Linked DNA regions of Sus scrofa: region 1 is linked to region 2. Evidence: chromatin contacts called from public Hi-C data. All regions are on one chromosome and are shown on one strand. The core of a region is the stretch at or near the end of the contact, and the rest is flanking DNA. Distances in the headings are between cores, read along the strand shown. Region 1 overlaps PLCE1 (1-phosphatidylinositol 4,5-bisphosphate phosphodiesterase epsilon-1). Region 2 overlaps PLCE1 (1-phosphatidylinositol 4,5-bisphosphate phosphodiesterase epsilon-1).

What was found. A called contact is a pair of places that touch in the nucleus more often than the background predicts.
Region 1: a Hi-C map of fetal skeletal muscle shows a contact between it and region 2, with 2.0 times the contacts expected there. The contact joins two enhancer-like sites. A contact is called at or near these places in 1 of 47 Hi-C or Micro-C datasets (fetal skeletal muscle) and 1 of 2 datasets of contacts at active chromatin or transcription factors (skeletal muscle).

Annotation. Positions count from the first base shown.
Region 1 is chr14:105,730,865-105,736,190 of Sscrofa11.1, reverse strand. It overlaps PLCE1 (1-phosphatidylinositol 4,5-bisphosphate phosphodiesterase epsilon-1), which reads right to left. Exons shown (of 34, transcript XM_021074008.1): 24 at 2,520-2,651; 25 at 365-655. Among named protein-coding and RNA genes, the nearest start is that of NOC3L, 73 kb to the left of the region's middle. Within about 2 kb of position 3,265, at least 2 of the 83 cell types and tissues checked have an H3K27ac peak or open chromatin away from gene starts, as enhancers often do. A contact at or near this core is called in fetal skeletal muscle, where this site is marked.
Region 2 is chr14:105,538,247-105,543,633 of Sscrofa11.1, reverse strand. All of the region lies in intron 2 of PLCE1 (1-phosphatidylinositol 4,5-bisphosphate phosphodiesterase epsilon-1), which reads right to left. Among named protein-coding and RNA genes, the nearest start is that of PLCE1, 120 kb to the right of the region's middle. Within about 2 kb of position 1,528, at least 26 of the 83 cell types and tissues checked have an H3K27ac peak or open chromatin away from gene starts, as enhancers often do. A contact at or near this core is called in fetal skeletal muscle, where this site is marked.

The sequences.
Region 1 (5,326 bases), core at 2,016-4,515, 190 kb before region 2:
AGAACAAGAATCAGCAAAACAGTTACTGAGGGGCATTAGGTAATCTCTGCCCCCAAATATCTTTAAAAACAAACTGGACACAGCCCTAACAAGCAATTTTATGTTTTAAGAAGTGCTTTAAAAGGGGGCAGGAACAGGAACCTGGTAGGGGGCTCCTTGATATTTCTTTTCTGTTGCCTTAACTCTAAAAAAGTCAAGGGCACAATTCAATGTCTAATTCACTTCTGTATTTTCACAGTCCCATAGGTCCCAGTTGGGAATCTTGCCCTCTTTAAAAAATGTTTTCTGTTGAACTACATTTGAGATGTAAGATGCAAAGGAGAGAGGTGAGGAGGCACCCTTTCGGGTGAAGCAGGCCCATTACCATCGGTCTGGTAGTTGAGTGCCACGAGCTGTATCCCATGAAGCCAGAACATGAGGGGGTTGGGGTTCGATGAGTCGATGCGGGTGGCAGCCGGGTAGGTCCTCAGCAGCTGGCAGGCAGTGTGCTGGATCAGCTTCTGAGAATACCTGCGACACAGACGTTTGGCAGCGTTTTCGTTGAGCGAGGAGATATGATAGCATTTGGGAGTTCTGATGATGGCGCTGAGGGACGTGGTTGGGTTGACGGAGGAAGAAGAGTCCTCCCAGGCCTGCCGCATTCCTTCACAGGAACCTAAACCCCCAAAGATTAGCCTCAGATTAGTGTAGAAAACTGAATATTCTAGAAAGATAAATCTGAACATCTCAGTAAGCCATTATAGCACACATCACACATCAGAATGTGTTTCCTGTGAGTTAGTCCACCACTTGGAGACAAAATGACAGCCTTTCTATTTGCTAGATGGGGTGCTAACTATTCATGAATCAGTAAATGGTTTATTGTTCACTAAACAGTAAAGCCAACTAGATATTCTGCAGAGAAAAAAAAAAAAAAGCTATTGAGCTGTTCTTTTTTTTTCTTTTTTTTGGCTGAACTGAGGCACGTGAAAGTTCCTGGGCCAAGAATTGAACCTGTGCCATGGCAATAACCAAAGCCACAGCAACGACAATGCTGGATCCTCAACCCGCTGAGGCATCAGGGAACTCTGACTAATTTTTTTTTTCTTCTTAGGACTGCATCTGTGGCATATGGAAGTTCCCAGGCTGGGCTCAAATTGGAGCTATAGCCACCAGCCTACACCACAGTCACAGCAACACCAGATCAGAGTCACGTCTGTGACCAACACTGCAGCTCAAGGTGACCAATGCTGGATCCTTAACCCACTGAGCAAGGCCAGGGATTGAACCCATGTCCTCTTGGCTACTAGTCAGGTTTGTTACTGCTAAGCCACAAGAGTAACTCCCCAGATACTGGGTTTTAAAATGAGTGTAACAACATCAATTTAAATTAAAAGCCTAATTTGGGAGTTTGCTATTAGCAGATGCAAATTATTATATATAGGGTGGATAAACAACAAGGTCCTCCTGTATAGCCCAGGGAACTCTATTCAATATCCTGAACTCTATTCAATATTCAATATTCAATATGGTGATAAACCATAATGGAAAACAATATGAAAAAGAGTGCATATGTACCTATAACTGAATTGCTTCGCTGTACAGCAGAAATGAACAGTTGATTTAACCTTGTAAATCAACTGTATTTCAATAAAATTGTAAATTTTAACCTTGTAAATCAACTGTATTTCAATAAAATAAATTAAAAAATTAAAACATAAATTAAAAGCCCGAAAGTCCTTTGCCTCCCTACCCCATCTATCCTGTGTATATATTTACACAAATACACAATAATATATGTACAAGGGTAATTCAGTCTAGAAATATTTATAGCAAAAAAAAAAAAAGCAGCAACCAAAAAAATCTATGAAGCAACCCAAAAATTTTACCAGTGAGGAAGAGGTTAAATAAACGATAGCATATCTACACAATGGAATAATATAGGGGTGTTAAGAAGGATAAGGTAGATCTATGTGCAGAAAGCTATGTGAAAAGTTATAGCAAGTATAAAAACTACAAAAGTAATGTTTGGTTATATCCCATTTGGGTTTTCTTAAAAAGGATCTTATTTTTCTTCAACTAAACACAATAAACTTAACAGCAGTTACCTCTGGGGAGTAGAACTGGGACGATGTGAGTGGAAAGAAACTTAAATAATACTCTGTATTGTTTTGAGTTTTTTAGCAATGAGAATTTATTACTTTGACAATAAAAAGTAATTAGAAATAAAATGGATATATCTTCTGGAGTTAAAATAGTGAAGAGCGAAGTTCCAGGAACCACGAGAAGGTTCCAAGGTGGCTCCAATTTTTACTTTTGAGGCAAACACTATTAGAACATCTTCAGTGAAATGCTATTTTTTTGGAAGTTAGGAGGGTAATTTCCTAATTTAAAAATATTTATACCACATTTAGATACCATGATACATTCATGAAAATAAAAAAGATTAAAAAAGTTCCAGGGAAGTGCTTAGACAGTGAAATACCAGAATTCTCCAGCATGCAGAATCAAGCAAAGCTATGGTCAGAAGGTGACTTTACTTTTTCCAGATGTTTTGTTAAATGATGCTGTCTCCCCGGGGCTCATTCTGCCCGGATTGTTGCCAAAAATGGACTTCCTGCTTTTCCTTTCTTTTCCTCTGCTAGAGCCAGATGCATTTAGAGTTGACAGGCCTGTTCCCATAAAATGAAAATAAATAAGCCAAAAACTGCAAGCAAGGGAACTCAACATTTTCCATCCCTGTTAATGTTTATTTTCAAGTCCTACTATTCCCACAAACTCCCTTGAAGATCTACTAATACTTTTCGCACCGTTAATAATAGCATTGTAGGGGATGACAACAAAGTTTTTATCTTTGTAGGCAAATGTGACCAGACCTGCGTGATGATTATAGAATGACCACAAAATCACACTCTCACCCACCTGATTGTACACCAGGAAGATTTTGAAAAAGTACATGAAAAGAATGTGCTCCAGAACCTTATCACACAATTTGGAGAGATGAAAGAATAGCCAAGAGCCTGAGCTGTAGTATCCTTATTATCTAGGATCAATTCCTGCTTGTGTGAGCTTTGATTTAACATCTACTTTCTTCATCCTCAGTTTCTTTATCTACAAAATGGGTGCAATGATAGGAACTTGCTCACAGGGTTAATCCCAGGATTAAATGGGAACCATATTATGATGATAATTATGTTTCCAGGCTTTTCTTTCTCACTCTTGGTCCAACCACTCCCTGGCACAGTGCCCTGTACACAGCAGGAATTTCACAGATAATTGCTGAATGAGGAAATGAACGCACACCATACAGATGGGGCTCCAGTGCAGGAAGTGTGACTTAGAGGCACCAGTGAAGTCAGAGTTGCCTCCAAATCGTTCCCACAGTCTACAACTGTATCATTAGAAAGTAATTCCTTTAGCTGAAGCATCATTCAGGAGGTCCACTCTGAGAGGAAAATAAACCTTCCAAGAATATCATCAGAAAAGTCAGGATAGGAGTTCCCGTCGTGGCGCAGTGGTTAACGAATCCGACTAGGAACCATGAGGTTGCGGGTTCGATCCCTGCCCTTGCTCAGTGGGTTAACGATCGGGCGTTGCCGTGAGCTGTGGTGTAGGTTGCAGACACGGCTCGGATCCCACGTTGCTGTGGCTCTGGCGTAGGCCGGTGGCTACAGCTCCGATTCAACCCCTAGCCTGGGAACCTCCATATGCCGCGGGAGCGGCCCAAGAAATAGCAACAACAACAACAACAAAAAAGACAAAAAGACAAAAAAAAAAAAGAAAAGTCAGGATAAAGCAGTGTTTAATAAGAGTGTAGACTTAAGTTTAAACCCTGTTCCCTGTGGTGTAACCTCATATAAGTTACTTAATCTCTCTCACCAACTCTTCCTTATCTCCAAAAGTGTTGTGGTTAGGATTAAATGAGAAAATGTATATCTACCCCCTTAATAGAATGTTGTGTTCAGAGAAAACGCTCAGTTTGCAGCAGTTGTGGGGCTTCTATATTTTTCTCTGAAGAATGTGTAATTGCAAAGATGCACAAAATTGGACTGGCAAGTTCTCATGCTTTAGCTTATGTGCATTTTGCCCCCTACAGAGTGACTTAATAGTGGATTTTCTCCCAAGTTAAACCAGTGAGGGGCTGGAGTGAGGGGCTGTGTTTACTTGAGGGTTTTTGCACGCACCTTGGCACAGGTTGCCATCCCTCAGGGGTAGGAGGGCCCTCCTGTGAGGAGCCTGGGTGTTCTCTAGGGTGGGGGGGAAAGTAAGCAAGTAAACAAGGGCTGGCAATCAAGAAATGGGAAGGAATCTGGAGAAGCTCAGAGCAATAAGTGAAGGAACAACAGAGAGCTTTCATCTGTCATGTTGGCCCGTTTATCAATGACAACAATCATTCCAAAGAGCCAACTGTTTTTTAGACAGTGTGCTAATCACATGGTATACTTCATTGCTAATTTTTACAACAACTCTGCAAGGTAGGACTATTATGCCTCTTTCACCGATAAGGAGCCTGAAGAGTAGAGAAGTTATAGACCTGGCCTGGTCAGGGTCATTGAGGAGTCAAGCCCTGCCACTGAAGCAGGCCTGTGATCTTGGAGAAGTGACTTGACTTCTGGGGAAGGTTATACCCATGATCTTCATGGTGCCTCACTGCTCTGGAGATTTATTTTTGCAGTGTGGCTCCTTGGAAAGGACTTGGGATGGTGAAAGGTGAAATGCGTTGAAATTGATAATGTGTTAAAACGAAAATCAATAGTGTAGCAAAATGAACACTTTATGGTATTCTCCTCCTTAGCATCAAAACAAATCATAATGACAATAAATATTTAGAAGGTGTTAGGACAATGATTCTGGTAACACGATTTAGTCATTTTGAGAAAAGGAAATAAATTTGGGAAAAGAAAAATGTAAAAAACTTCAATTACTAAAAAAAAATTAAAATATAATATATCTATAAAGAATGTGTGTTATATAAACATTTTTAAAAAAGAGTATACTTGGGAGTTCCTGTTGTGGCTCAGCAGAAACAAATCTGACTAGTGTCCATGAAGATGCAGGTTCAATCCCTGGCCTCACTCAGTGGGTTAAGGATCTGGCATTGCTGTGAGCTATGGTGTAGGTCGCAGACGCAGCTCAGATCCTGCGTTGCTGTGGCTGTGGTGTAGGCTGGCTCTGATTTGACCCCTACCCTGGGAACCTCCACATGCTGTGGGTGAGGCCCTAAAAAGACAAAAAAAGACAAAAAAAAAAAAAAAAGCATAGTTGGAACTTTAAAAATAAGTCAAACAACCACACGCTTTGCCTATGCTTCAAGTCTGAAGCTGGACCAAATGACCTTTTGACCCTT
Region 2 (5,387 bases), core at 279-2,778:
CCTTCACGTGCCAGATACCGTTCTACATGACTGGGACACACCAGTGAATGAAATGAACAACAGCATTTTGGAAACGGTCTGATGTAATCAAGACTGGCCTTCTGGGTATGATGACTATGCGTCTTAAAAGCGTTTTGTGTGTGTTTGGGGGGAGGTGATCAGGAAGACCAGGGCTGTCAGTGAGGAGGCCACTGCATTGTTTGGGCCACGAGGGCCTGATACACAAAAGGGATTCTAGGCCGGAGTCCAGAAGAGGTATCCAAAGCCTGAGTGGACAGGCAGGAAATCCCAGTGTTGGCGAGGTGGCTGAGCCTGGAGGGGTCAGGCTGGGAGCTGTGGGTCAGAGAACCTCCGAACATCAGCTTTTTAGAGTTTCATCTCAGCACCGGCCAACTCACTTGGCCTGCATTTAGGTGACCTGGTTCTAGTCCCACATTTATCACCATTGACTGGAGGGGCTCTGGAGAATGAAACTTCTCTGGGCCTCAGAATCCTCATATAAAATGAACTGTCCCCCCTGATGATCTCCAGGGCCCCTGTCGACTCTAACATTCTAGAGTTTTCATGTCATCCCACTGAGGCAAATGGAGGGGACTTCCCTTCCTATTACCAGCGTATTCTGTACCAGAGTCAAAAGAGAAACCTTTAAAACACAGGATTCAGATGTGCAGGATAATGTATGAGAAGACTGTTTACATTCACTTCCTTTTTGAGAAAGCACATATTGAATTTAAGCCAAATGTACATGTCAAGGTTTGAAAACAGGTTACTCAACTCATTTCTTCCCACACATGCAGCTGTTCTAAAGTATAAACTATACTCATCCAATAAAGCCATCATCTGTTCTATAAAGAATATGAACATTCACCTGGCCCTTATTTTTAGAGGAAGAGGTCAAATGCACAAGGGGTGAGATGCAGTTGAGTCCACTGTACCTGATGCAGACAGGGGCTGAAGGTGAATTATAAAATGTAATATCTGAACTTGTGGGTATTTCAATGAGATGGCTTGGAAGAGCAAAAGAAATAAATTACTGAATATCAGAGTGGCAAAACAGAAGCTGCAAAAAGCCGTTTCATTTGTCCATTCATTCAACAGATCACTCTCACAGAATAAATCACCAAAGTAAACAGACTCTGACTCATTTCCCATTGCTTGTTGGAGTTTGGTTCTTTTTTCCCCTCCAGGGTCATGGAATGCGTGAACTTCAGGCTTACTCTCTGTGTGAGAAAAGCCCTGCATGAGGATAATCAACTCTTTGTTAGAAGAAATTGTAACTTTCTATTACCCACGAGTAGTGGGCACCGAAGCCAGGATGCCTGAGCCTTGATCCCAGCTCGCCAACCCCTAGCTAAGTGACTTTGAGCAAACAACTACTAGGCTCCTTCCTGCCTCTGTTTCCCCCTCACAGCGTTGTGATGAGGATGTTACTATTCCCACGTTGTTTGGAACAGTGCCTGATGTACAGTAATCACTATATATGTGTTTATAAAATAAATCTTAGTTGCCAGAGGCAACACCAGGCAGCTGAGAGCAGCCGCACACTGGTTCTCTTAAAGGACACTTCCTCTCTGCTCATGCTACTCACACATAAAAGTACCAAGGAAAGTCATACATTAGACAAGACAAGGATCAGCTGTACTTTGTGTTTCCTTAGGAAGGGCTGGGAGGAATTTACATAGAAAAATCTCCTGCCAGGACTGCTGAAATCAAAATTACTCTTCTCTTTAAAAACAAGATATGAGTTTGTTGGTAGAGACGAAATTAGAATGCTTTGGCATGGTGCCCACCAGCCTCAGAGTCTGTAATTTCAACCAACTGTTTCCTTGAGTTATTTGAACCAATTTTATTCTTAGCTGTTCCAGTGTGTGAGGGATTGAGGGTGTGTGTGTGTATGTGCACATGTACACACACATAGTAGGGGGAAAGGGTGATAGTTCAGGTAAGACAACATAGCTTGAATACTGCAGTTTAGGTCATTTCACCTCCAACACTTCAAGTTGTTACTTACAATAAAGAAATGAACTTCTTGAGCCTCCATTACTGCAATTACCGGAAATGAAGAATGGTCTTGAACAACTGGTCTTTTGGGTGCTGTTTTCTGGATTAGTACCTATTATTCAAAGTGGCTGGTCCTGCTGTATAGCACTAGGAACTATATTTAGTCACTTATGATGGAGCATGATAATGTGAGAAAAAGTAATATATACATGTATGTCTGACTGGGTCACTTTGCTGTACAGTAGAAAACTGATAGAACACTGTAAACCAGCTATAATGGAAAAAATAAAAATCATTAGGAAAAAAACAAAAACAAAGTGGCTGGGATAATTTGTTTTCATATGGATTGCCATCGTGAAGGCCAACTAAGACAAGACCTCAGGGTATCTGGCAGCACAAGTAATTAAGAGTAAACCTTGGATTCGGGCCCCAGTTCAAGCTCCAACTTTGACACTTCTTAACTTGTGACCTTGAAAAAAATCTTTGAACCTCTCTAAGCCTCAGTTTGTCTGTCTATAAAATGGTGATAAAATGACAGCATCTGTCTTATCAGGTGCTTGTGAGGAATAAGTGAGAATAGTCAAGAAGCACTCAGCATGGTGCCCGGCAGTCAGTGCTCTTTAAACAGCGGATTTCACAAGAAGAGCTGTTCATGTCCCCAAGTGCCCCGGTGAGATCGCAGGTGTATTCATCTTTGGGTTGTGCTGGGCAGCTTATTAGCTGGTTTTTCTATTTGCTTTTAAAATTTCCAGTGAGAACTCTTTTAAAATGTGCTATCTGCCTCCTCTACTATTTTTCTTCTTTGCGGTGTTTTTTTTTTTTCTTTTAAGATTGCAAAACAAACCAGCTATTTTAAAGTGTGTCTGAGTGCTTGCCTATTATTCATCAGAAGAGATTCCAGGGCTCTTTGTAGGAAGATATTTCATGGCGGGATGCTTTATTCAAGGAGCTGCCTGTTCCGTTCTTTCTTCCCTCTAGACAGCCCCTGGAGGTGGCCAGACTGGGGGCTCTGAGAGCTGAGTGCAAGGCAGAGGAATGGAGAGTTGGTAAGAGCCAGTGTTCTGTCCTTGGCCCTTTCAACAACTAGCTGTGTGACTTTAGACAGATCACTTAAACTCCCCAGACCTGTACTGTCTTCATCTGTGATAGGAGATGAACAACAAAAAAAGACAATTCCTCCAGGACAGCAGATAGTATAAACATTGTGCTCTTCACTAGTTACCAAAGAAATGCAAACTATAGGAATACAAAGACATCATTATTAATATTATTAAAATAATAAAATAATAATAATAATAATAATAATAAAGTAAAATAATAAAAATTTAAAAACAACACCACTGGAGTTCCCATTGTGGCACAGCGCAATTGAATCCGACTAGGAACCATGAAGTTGAGGGTTGGATCCCTGGCCTCGCTCAGTGGGTAGGGGATCCGGCATTTCTGTGAGCTGTGGTGTAGGTCAAAGACACAGCTCGGATCCCGAGTTGCTATTGGTGTAGGCCGGCAGCTGTAGCTCTGATTTGACCCCTAGCCTGGGAACCTACATATGCTGCAGAGGCGGCTCTAAAAAGCAAAAAATAAAAATAAGAAAATGAAAACAACATTGCTTATTTTTTAGCATCGTTGGAAACATAGCACATTGGTACAACTGCAAGGGACTGGGAAAAAACCATATTGTGATGGAGTGGAATAGGATGGTCACAGGTAGTTGTAGAAGTCCCAACAGGGAACCATAGAGAGAGAGAGACCTAGGGAATTTTGGGAGACCACTGTAAATTAATAATCGCTCAGGAAAGCCGTCAGAACAAAGCAGACTCACCTCAAATAAAAGCATGAGAGATATGCCTCAGGTCATTTACCCTTACGACCAAGGGCAGGAGTTTAAGGACCAACGTTCTGCTGATGTGAATAAGCACCCTGACAGTCCTATTCGACCTTAAAGGGTCAAATACTCTCTTATTGGTTACGAAGGAGGAGCTGCTACTTGAAGAAAGAGGAAGAAAGAGGAAGAGGTGGTCTTTTCCCACTCTCCACTTCCCTTCGATTATAAAACTATAGCCCACCTGATCCTGGGGCAGAGCCTCCTTGCTTGCCTGCCTGCATCTCTCACAAGCGTCCTAACATAATAAATCTATTTCTTGCCTATCACTTTGTCTCTCACTGAATTCCTTCTGAGCTGAGGCACAAAGAACCTGAACCTCAGTAAGCCCAAGTGATTCTAGGGTGAGTGATTCTAATTTAAAAGCTGGGTTCAAGTTAGGTTAAAATCCCAATCTGGGTTCCGGCTAGGTTCAAGTCATGTGTTGTCGGTTTCAGTGTCTCATGAAAGACAAGGAGGTTAATTTAGGTGTGAATCCTCACCCCTGCAACTCACTCGTTTTGAGGCCCAAACATTTTAAGATTCCACTGCCTCATCGGAGGGAAAAATGGGTAAAATGGAGATAATAAAGATAATGCCTACTTGCTGGGATGCTGCGAGGTTTGGAAATAATGTAGATAACAGATCGAGCTTAAGATCTGGAATATGACAGATGCTGCTATTGTGGCAAAGATGATACTGAAGAAATGATGTTGAGGACGCCTGATCCTGCCTGGCTCATACTATAACGCTGCTGGAGAGGAGACCTAGTTCTCTCTTCTTCTCTGGATTTCTTGTCAGCATCTAACTTCTCAGCAGGCAGGGCAGATAACTGCTCCGCTGAGGCCCCACTCACCCAGTCTCCTAAGGGATTCCGACCTATGGCCTCAGAGGTCCCCAGGCAACTGCAAGTCCGCGCCCCACACTAATATGATCTAAAACACACGCACACACTCACACACATACCACACTGCATGTCAGATGCCAGTCCTGCCTCTGGCCTCTCAGGTGGGACCCCTCCAGTGCCTGCACACAGAGCAGGGAGTTCACTTTTATCCTGTGACCCACAACCTTCAAGGAGACACAAGCCAGCGCCTCCTGAGAGCTCAAGCTCTCTGACACATCTGTGGCAACCATCACCGTGAACATCTTCTGTGCCAGTCTCTGGTCACTATATTTACCAAGCAACTCACCCCACCTGAGGGATGCCCTCAGTCCCTTTTCTCAAAGACCCATTTGCTTCTGAGGAGGGTGTTTCTCTTCTTCCTCAGATTTCTCTTGTGATTCATCTCTTGTTTTTCAGTAATCCAAGCTCAGCATTCACTTGACTTGCCAGAGCCTTTATCTACTCAATATCAAAGAGGTCTCTTCTCAAATGTTTCTTTGAATTCTTACTCAATACCAGGTTCTGTTCCTGTTCCCATTTTGCAACCTAATAAGGACTGAAATTTGTTTTCAGTAGTTACTTGATTTTTTTTTTTCTCAGCTTTAAAAATAATTTCAGAGAACCATAGAACTGAAGTAC